Linked DNA regions of Pan troglodytes: region 2 is linked to region 1. The links are chromatin contacts, called in public Hi-C maps. All regions are on one chromosome and are shown on one strand. Each heading gives the region's core, a stretch centred on a gene start, on an enhancer-like site or on the middle of the called end of the contact. The rest is flanking DNA. Distances are from core to core; before and after follow the strand shown. Region 1 overlaps RAD54L2 (RAD54 like 2). Region 2 holds the start of TEX264 (testis expressed 264, ER-phagy receptor).

Region 1 (4,865 bases), core at 1,115-3,614:
ACATCACTTATTTGGCTTTAAAGACAAAGCTTAAAACTAAAATAAAAGGTTGGGGCGGGATAGAAGATTAAACCAAGGGTCAGCAAACATTTTCTGTAAAAGGACAGATAGCAAATAGTTTAGGCTTTCTTGGCCACATAGAACCTCTGCTGCATATTCTTTGTATGTTTTTTATAACCTTTTAAAAATGTAAAAACTATCCTTAGCTCTCAAAGTAAACAAAAACAGGCCAGAATTTGAAAGATTAGACTCCAGTGCTAACCTAGGGTTCTAAATTGTTCTCTGTGGAGAAATCAAATTGGGCAATGAAAGAAACTCCAAGAGACAGACAACATGCAAGAAGGTCCTCACAATAGCACTTAGGGGAGGCGGGGGTGGTCTTGGTCTTGCTCTGTGGTGGTTTTGTCATTCTTTACCATAGACACACAGCCTCAAATGGAAGTTTCTCATCCTACCTAAACACAAGGATCTTGTCCCCAAGCTTCACACTTTCCTCAATCAGGTGGAAAAGCAGTACCATCTTGGGAGAGTTTTCTAGGACTCCAGTCTGGTAATTAGTCAGAAGATCCTTGGCCTGCAAGAGAGAAACAAGGCAGCTTAGAGCAGGTCCAAGGCCAGATCACTAGAAATAAAATTATTTCCTTCCAAGGCAGCAGCTCACTGGCCACCTTTATAATTCCATACAGAGACCCTAGCCATGCATCCCTACCCCTTCCCCAGGCAGGGCTTGCACCATCCCTTCTCAGCAATAGTTTATGGTTCCTGAAGGATCTGCTTGACTCACCCATTCATATGTGACAATGTTGTTGCCTCGCTCCTGGAAAGGGTTGAAGCCAACGCCCTGTAGGAACTTGCTATTGGTTGCCTCTCCCATCGAGGAAGCCAAGGTGCTATCCTCTCCCTTGCCTTTTGTTCCCTGTGGTGGACAGCGGGCACTGGTCCCTGCAGAGCCAAGTTCTTCCACGTCTAGGTCCTGCTCATTGGCCAAGCTCTCCTTCTGAAGGGCTTCATACAGCACATCAGGGTGATTCCAGATCTGAGGTTCAAGGAAAGGGAGAGGAGACACAGGACAAAGAACATTCCAAGGGTGTCCCAGGGAGTCTGGAAACACATACTTGCTCACACACACACATCCCACAATAAACACTGTCACACCAAAAATTAAAGTCAGAGCCCTTCACAGCCAAAGGGCCTGCATATTTGTTTTGATTATCAGTTCTGGTCACCATGACACATGAATGGCAGCATGCATACCAGGAGCCATGCCAGTAAGTATGTTTGATACATAATCAAAAAAGCTGTCACAAGCCTTTTTGACATTCTTATTCAAATAAGAGTAAGAATGTTCCAGTTTCACAGTGTGGCTACAGTCTGCTACTGTATAAAACTATAGACAAAATGTATCTGACTTATAGTAGACCAATCACATATCATTTCACAGAGTATTCCTAGCAAGAGTTGAGAACTCCCAGGAGAAGAGAGGAAAGGAAGAAGGAAGGATGCAGTGATACCAAAGCATCATCACAGACCACGCTTGCCTTAGTTTCCTGGCCTTGACCCAGGACTGTGGCTATAAAAGAAATATTTGGAAACCCCTCTTGTCCCCAGACACACACCTTCTGCTGACTTATTAAAGCAGTGGTCAATTAAGAATAATACCTAACAGGTCTGCTGAAGAGTAGCCAGGGGTAGAGGTATGAAGTCAATGAAACAGGTCCCTCAAGAAAAGAATGAGAGAGGTCTCAATCTGATTAAGTATGGAATCCAATGGAAGGTACCCCTAATAACTTGTCTAAGCTATATATCTCTTGAATTCTGATTATGCTAGCAGTCAAAAACGCTGCCCCACAGTATTTTTCCATTAATCCCCTTGGAATAACAAGTTGTGCAGCTGAGTTGCACACTGCAGGGGGCATCAGTTATATTACACTGTGTGAATGGCACCCCCAGGAGTTATGTGGTACAAAACCATCACCTCTCTCCTTGGAGCCCCCAAACCTCCAGTGCAGTGAACTGAGGTGGCCCCCTCTCACTTTATTCTCCCTTTATTGAAGACTCTCAGTAGGAGTAACTCCCTTGGGACCATGTGTATCCTTAGTCCCCATCTCAATCTTCCCTGAGGCCCCAATGCACCTTGCAACACACACAGAATGCCTTAAGGGGGTTCAGCCCCAGCCAACCGCTGCTACCACAGTCCCGGAAGCGATCCATGAACTGTGTGTACAAATCTCGCTGGATCTTGGAGAGCCGCACAAGGATCACATTTTCTTCCTTGGCAGGGAGATGAATCTTCAGCACAGTGTGGCCTCTCCTATGGAGGCAAACAGAACAGGAACGGCAAGGTAGTGTGGCCAGGAGGGGTCAGCACAAGATAAAAACAGAGCCTTTTGCACTCCTGCCACACCTCCCTCTTGAGGATCTCAACATGCACTGCAGCCTTGCAATAATGCAGAGTGGTTCAACAACCAAGAAGAAACTCACCTTAAGGATGAAAACTAACACTAAGAGGCAGAGTGACCTGTCCCAGGTCATGTCTGACTGCATGACAGAGACAGGGGAACTTGAGGTTCTTACTTTAATTTGGGCTGCCTCTCTGAGCTTTCGCTCCATATGCCATCTCAACAAGGAAAAATGAGGGGTCTGCTTTAGACTAGCCTAAGGTAAGTCAGCAGAATGGTACCTTTTTCTTGCTTCTCTCAGCAAGTAAGACAGGTGTCTCCAGTACCTTTAAAGATAACTTTTGAGAGAAGCACTTCTAGGCCAAACTTCCAGAGAACTGAAACAGTGGATATCCACCATCTGCTAGCTTGTCACAGGAAGCAAAGTTGTACTACGCCCCAGGGAAGGGGCCCTCCTACTCCAACACCCTATCCTGTATAACAGGCTTGGCATGCCCTTGGCAACAGGGCCCTCTGAAAATTCAGGAAGCAGGACCCTGAGGATGGCTCACCTCTGCACAAAGCCCTCCAGAAGACTGTGCAGGACATGGCTCCGGTACCGCATGAGGCGGACGTCCTGAGGTGTGCTGTCAATACATTGCCCATTCAGGATAGGACGTTCAAACATGTTGCTGAACTCCTGCCGGGTGCCAAGGAAGTCTGGGCGCACAAAGTCCACCATGCACCAGTACTCAATGAGGTTGTTTTGCAGAGGGTACCCAGTCAGCACCACCCGGCGGCGAGAGCGGATATTCTTCAGAGCCTGTGAGGTGCTGGCCTGGCAGTTTTTGATGCGGTGTCCCTCATCACAGATTACTACATCAGGGCCAGGGCGGCATAAAGCCTTCTCAAACTCTAGGGAGGGAAGAGGATCCGGAGTCAGAGGGTGACAGGGCCTGCTCTTAGTCAATAATATGAGAAGTAGGGGTGCACCCTGGAGGAGACAGAAGAAATGAAGGAAGCAGGAAAGCAAGAGTCAGCCCCCCTTGGTGAGAGGGTGCCAGCCATTCAAGCTCCTGGATATGACTGGTATGACTTGGTATGAATGCTAATCTGGCAGTTGACTCTTTTTTTTTCTTTTTTGAGACGGAGTCTCACACTGTCATCCAGGCTGGAGTGCAGTGGCGCAATCTCTGCTCACTGCAACCTCTGCCTCCCGGGTTCAAGCGATTCTCCTGCCTCAGCCTCCCAAGTAGCTGGGATTAGAGGCATGCGCCACCATGCCTGGCTAATTTTTTGTATTTTTAGTAGAGATGGGGTTTCACCATGTTGGCCAGGCTGGTCTCAAACTCCTGACCTCATGATCTGCCTCTGGCAGTTGACTCTTGCAATAAATATCCCTTTCCCCTGTTCCGTTCCTTTCCTTACTTTATTTTTCTTTATGTGAAAAGTATAACTGACTTGCCTTCCTAGGGCTTAGACCAACTGGGCAGCAGAGAGAGGGACCTTACAGAGTGCCAGCCTAGGATTAAAAATGCACCTGGATGAAACCAATAGGAATAATCCAGACACTTTAGTGGGCTCTCACCATTGCCAGCGTCTTGACTCCATCTGAGGGCTGGCTGGTAGGAGCTAGCTAAAGGACAGGGTCTTCCCGCAGTTATTTTCCAGTCATTGCTAAATGGCAAATTCATCCCAGCTCTACCATAGAAGCAAACCTAGAACAAACATAATCTCATAGATGAAGAGACTTCTAAAGTGAAATGGCCTCTGAACCCTTAAAAACATTCTTCCCCAAATGAGCAAAGGCCCCTTAGAAGATGGAGTAGAATTAGAACTATGACAGGAATGGTTTTCACTAAAAACAACTGGGATAAATTCTTTTTTATAAATTCACAAACAATAGTATTACTACTTTGTCTTTATATTAGTGATTTAAACACTTTATATTTTCTTCATGCTTTCTCAGAACATCTCTAGAAAGTGGTAAAGGAAATGGTTACTATTCCAACTGTTCTGTAAGAGAAACAGGGATAGACGAACAGAGGAATCTCCCCCAAGCCAGTGTGTGGCCTGGCCTAACCATAACTGCACAGCTGGCAGAGAAAGCAGTACCTTCTCAGAACCATTGGACGTCATCCTACTGATCTTGGGAACCAGGATTTTTGGTCCATGATAACAATTCACATCAATAATGCACTTTACATCTGACTAGGTGCTATTAGTAGACATGATTTCTTTTTTCCTGAAACACCAACAAGAGTATTCCTGGGATAGGCTGCCCACCTCTCCGAAACTCCTGCTGCCGATCTTCCTCATCTAGATCAATGATGACTGGGTGAGAACGCTTCTTGGTTTTCTTCGGTCTACCTGTGGCAAATGATTTCTTCAGAGTGAGGAGTCTGTACATCTCGTACCCCATCAGCAGCACGCCACCCTCTGACACCCAATCAGCCATCACTTTAGCACGAGATGCCATCGTCCTGC
Region 2 (4,865 bases), core at 758-3,257, 33 kb before region 1:
GAATACTTAGCTCTGTGGAATTATTTCTTCCCTGTGGGTGCTGGGTGTTGATTTTACGCTAAAAAAAAATTGTCTTTGGAGTCAATGAGCACACAGTATTTGCTCACAAAGAGGCAAAGTAAATTTCTAAACTTTTGGTGTCAAGAAATTGAGGTGTTGCCCACTAGTCTCACCCATCTGTGCTTCTACCCATCAGTATCTCTCTCTTTTCTGCCTGTCCTACTCATCTTGTCTCCAGTAACTTTCATTCCAATTTTCTTTGATAATGATGAGAAATCTTCCACTGAATGCTTACTATACGCCAGGCACTGTCTAAATGTTGAAACACAGCTACTTCATTCACCCTCAAAGCAATCCAAAGAGGTAGGTAAGGCTAAAGGTTCAAGTAGTTAGAGGTTAAGAGACTTGCCCAAGGTAACACAGGTATTAAACAGAGCCACGTGGACCAAAATGCAGGCAACACAAGCCCAGACAGTCTGACTCCAGCCCCTCATTTCCACTTTCTCTCTCCTCTCTGGTGACTGGCTTCCAAAACGGCTGAAGCATTAAATCCTTGTTGGACATCTCTGAGCCCAAAGCTGGAAAACTCTCAGCATCTAGGCCCCCACTTGCCTTGGGAATGACAAGCCCTCACCCTGATCTGCCATCTCAGCTGAACACTTCCTGTCTCCTCAAGAAAACTTAGTATCTACCTTTCTCTTCCTCTCACTTCCCAAACTGCTCAGAAAACGGGGGGGGGGGGGGGGGGGGGGAGAAAACCCACCTGGGGGTCTCAGAGCCTTGGTCGGCACGTGGAGAGGTAACGTGAATTTCCCCTATATTCAAGAGAAAAGGAAGAAGGTCTGGGAGCTCACCTGAAATGCCAGGCTCACTTTTAGTAACTGCTGGCATCCAGTGCGGCAGCGGCCGAGCGCTCCAGTGCTGGGAGCTGAAAGAACAGTCACCCCTGCCCAGGAAATAACCACTGAGCCAACCATCATGCCCTGATTACCCTCCTCAGGGAAAGCCTACCGGTCCCTCTAAAGCACCCTCGTCCCATTCTCAAACCCCTTGTGGAAATCAGAAGCCAAACCTAGCTTTACAATGTCAGGTCTCTTCGCTAGAGCTCTGGTCACGCCCCTCTTCCTGGAGGACTCCAACCACACTTGGCGCCCAGAAACTGCCGCTGCCGCTGACCTTGGGCAGACTGCGCCCTCCCTCTAGCCTCGGTTCCCCCTCCGCTCAGAGGCCCGGGATGGACGCGTGCGGCCGGTGCCGGCGAGCCTCAGGGAAGGCTGCGCCCAGCCAGCTTCCTGGTGCCGCTCACGTGCGCGGCGGCGGAGGGCCGGGCCCTTAAACGGCCCCCGTCCTGGGCTAAACTTCGGTGCTAGCAGAGGGCGGAAGGACTATGGAGGGTGGGGGGCCGCCGCCTCCCACTTTCGGATTCCAGCCCCTGCTCACCCCGGGCCTTGCCTATTTACTCAGAGCCTTTCTCTTCGCCCACCTCCTCACGGAGTCCCACGCACGTCTGTAACTTAAAGGACGCTAAAGTTTGCAGCCCAGGCTGCGAGGCGCGGCCTTGGGGGACGGGGGCGGAGTTAAAACGCGACTCGCGCCTCTTTCCCTCACCTCCACGGCCCCGGGGCATGCCCTGCACCGGTGGCCGCGGAAGTGGGCTGCCCGGAAGAGTAGGGGCTGCCCCAAGGTCGCATCCAGGCCCTCGGACCTGGCCGAGGCCAGCTGTGGGCAAGACAAGATGCAAAGAGCGGCCCGGGCCGCGGGGGTCACGGAGGGGACACGGAGAGTCCTGAGGTCGCGCCAGGGCGGACAGGGGGAGTCCCAGACCTACGCCCCAGCGGGTATGCCTCTCCTCTGGCCCGGCCCTCACCTCAGCAGCCGCCCGCTGCGGACGCCGATCCGCGCAGGCGGCTCAGGGTTCGGTTACGGAGCCTGCGCGCGCCCGCCGCGCACGCTCGCTCCGCCCCCTCTCGCGGCGGGACATGGCCGTGGCCGTGGGCGCGTGCGCGCGGGACCCGGAGGGCGGAGGCCTGCCCCGCCCCGTCTCCATGGCAACGGGCGTGTGCCTAGCCCCAGCGCTGGCTGCGGCGGAACCCACGGCGTACCTTCCCGCCTCCAACAAACTATCCGGTTGCTGAGGTTGATTTAGCAACACCCCAGGGCATCTGGGTTGGCAGGAGCACCACAGTGACAGCCTGGCCCAGGCTCGGGTACGGGAGGCAGCCCAGTGGCCCGCAGTAGAGGGCCAGGCTGGGGACCAGGGAGCTGGGGCTGAGGAGAATTTGTACAGCCTAGGGAGGCGCAGCACAGCAGTATCAGCCTCTGGCATTTGTACCACCTTTAGTCCTGCCACTTTCTCTCACTGTGGCTTCGCAACAGACTTGGGAACCAAGAAAGGCATAGGTGAGGAAGCTGAAGCCCAGTCTGGGCTCGCGGAAGAAACTGGTGGATCCAACTTCTGCATAGCGCAAATATCTGCTTCCTGCCTCCACCCACCCATTCCCACTTCCGTGAGTATATTCATCCATCCAACACTTATTATTACTCCTTGCCAGGACAGTTCTAGGGGCTGGAGATAGAGTGAACAAAACCAAGGTTCTGCCCTCCTGGAGTTCACGTTCCATGGGAATGCCCTTCTTCCAGGCTCCTCCCTCAGTGCCCAGGTTGTGGCTGGGGGAGGCTGGTCTACCTTTGTGGTTTAGCGGTAACTTACGTGATTCCCACGTCAAGTGTAAGCTCCTTGATGATTGGTTCAATCTTCACCTCAAATTTCTGAGGACCTACAAACTACAAAGCACTCTTCTAGGGGCCCAAAGATAAAATGCTCCCCTCGTGAAAATCCCGGACTTTTGGTGGGAGGTGGGGAAGGTGACAACTATGCTCATAAGCTTGGCTACAAGACCGGCGAGGCCAAGAGCTACTTTGGTATCCTGACAAGGACTGATGTTTGGGAGGGGATCCAGCAGATGGGAACACCACGAAGGTGGTGGTGGGAAAAGTCAGCAGTCACAGGGTGGTTCACCTTGTGGATCCCACTACTGCACCAGCAAAGAGCAGGCTGTGCACACAGAGACAGTCAAAATCCCAGCTTCCTTTCCCTCTGCTTCACATTCTTCCTTCCGCAGGCAGGGGAGTTTGAACCTTATCCACAGGGCCAAGCCTGTCCCAGCCCTCTAGGCAAACTGGCAGAACAGGCAGCTGGCCCCTCACAGGCACTCTGGGCTGGGCCAGTGCAGGTCGCAGCAGTTGTTTTACCTATGAACATCAAGCACACGGTCAAACCCCCAGCTTAGGTGCCCCAGGCAGGCGGGCTACACACTTGGTAGCATTTCCTTTGACACAGGAGCAGCCATGGCCCGGGCTCAGAGATTGACAGCCTCTGCCTGCAGGGTCTGCGTGGTCATTTCTCCTGCTTCTCAGAAGGTGGTGAGCTTTTCCCAGGAAACCATTATAAAGAAGTGCCCATTCTTTATCTTGTTCTCTCTGCTCACTTCCCTTAGCCTGATTGGGGAACTCTAGAGCCCCACATCAGAGTTCAACATGTGCCTCAGGAGCTTCAGCACCTCTTTTGTGGGAGGAGAGTCCGCTGGTGACTGGGGCTGCAGGCCATGACATCAGCCTGCCCAGCTTCACCTCAGGCTGCTTCCAACAGTGCCAAGTGAAGTCCCTTGGCAGGATCCCTGCAAGGCAGCGGCTGGCCACCAGGAGGCAGCAGCCTACTCTACAAGGCACTTTCTTCATTCCAACCCCTTGTAACAGGTCTGAGGAAACCTGTTCGCCCAGCCATGTGCTGCAACCATCCTCCACTCCCAATCTTATCTCCCAATAGCACAGATTCCCCTATCATGAGTCCAGACTTGGCCTTCATCTCCTCTTGCCTTCCTCTGTCCAAGGAATCACTACAGAGATTCTTTCTCTTTCTTTGTAAATTTCCAGAAAATTGTTTCCCCAGGGCCACTCCCCTTGAAGAAATTAAACAGGAAGCTGAAGTAGACTGTCCCTTCTTTCCCCCACCTCTCAACACTCCAAAGCTCTGTTTAACTCTGTGGGCCAGTGGCTAGATTCCCCAACATGGATGACAGAGAATACACATGCAATAAGAATGCTTTCGCTGCCACCAGCCACTCACAGACACACTGTCTCCCACCCTCTGAAGGCATTGTGCCCATCCCCAGCCACTCACTGTCTAGTCAGGGCTGCCCCTGCAGGACTTGCCTTGGCTGAGGACCAGCTAGCTTCAAGCCACTCTGAAGTCAGCTTGCTGTTTCCCCTGGAGCCTGGTAATACATCCTTCTTCAGGTGAACAAAAGCAGAAAAAGCCCAGTGAACCCCACTGCAACAAAGAGCCTGCCATCAGTCTTCCTTCTGTTCCTGCCTATCTCATCACCCAAGGGCTATCCCAGAGCCCACTATGTTCTAAGATCTATTCCTTTCACCACCACCCAGCCCAACAACTATCCAGACAATTCCTTGATCAAACAACACTGCCTTCTTGAGTTTAAATTTTATTTTACAAAAAGAGAAATAAAGAAAACTGATAGGCAGTTATACTGACTTACAATTGTTCTGTTTGCTTTTTTTTAAAAAAGTGACATGAAACACAAGTAAAAATAAATACGTCATAGAAACAGCCAGTTGCCCAGTCTCTGGGGCAGGAGCGCCTGCCCTGCTGAGAGGAGGGAAGCCCATGATCACACCAGCAGCTGGATCACCCAGCCACAGATGCTCCTCGAAGCCAGGCACAGGTCCCAGGCCTCAGGGGCGTCCTGAGGAAAGAAGACGGAAAACCAAAGCCAGGTGCCAGGACCCTGGGGCCACCTCATTATCCCCCACTCCTCCTGGCAGCAGTCTGGTCTTAGTGGTTATCC

What was found. Hi-C and Micro-C count contacts between places; a contact is called where the count stands out from the background.
Region 2: a contact with region 1 is called in a Hi-C map of induced pluripotent stem cells, with 1.6 times the contacts expected there. The contact joins the promoter of TEX264 here to the enhancer-like site in region 1. A contact is called at or near these places in 2 of 7 Hi-C or Micro-C datasets (induced pluripotent stem cells and stem cell-derived neural progenitor cells).

The regions. Positions count from the first base shown.
Region 1 is chr2:55,670,645-55,675,509 of NHGRI_mPanTro3-v2.0_pri, reverse strand. It overlaps RAD54L2 (RAD54 like 2), which reads right to left. Exons shown (of 22, transcript XM_009445560.5): 9 at 4,665-4,861; 10 at 2,951-3,293; 11 at 2,134-2,311; 12 at 785-1,036; 13 at 456-574. Among named protein-coding and RNA genes, the nearest start is that of TEX264, 33 kb to the left of the region's middle. Within about 2 kb of position 2,364, at least 2 of the 24 cell types and tissues checked have an H3K27ac peak or open chromatin away from gene starts, as enhancers often do. A contact at or near this core is called in induced pluripotent stem cells, where this site is marked.
Region 2 is chr2:55,703,305-55,708,169 of NHGRI_mPanTro3-v2.0_pri, reverse strand. It overlaps TEX264 (testis expressed 264, ER-phagy receptor), which reads right to left and starts at 2,007. Exons shown (of 5, transcript XM_016941188.3): 1 at 1,868-2,007. LOC107970649 (a long non-coding RNA gene) reads left to right here and starts at 2,035. Exons shown (of 2, transcript XR_001713350.4): 1 at 2,035-2,507; 2 at 3,498-4,551.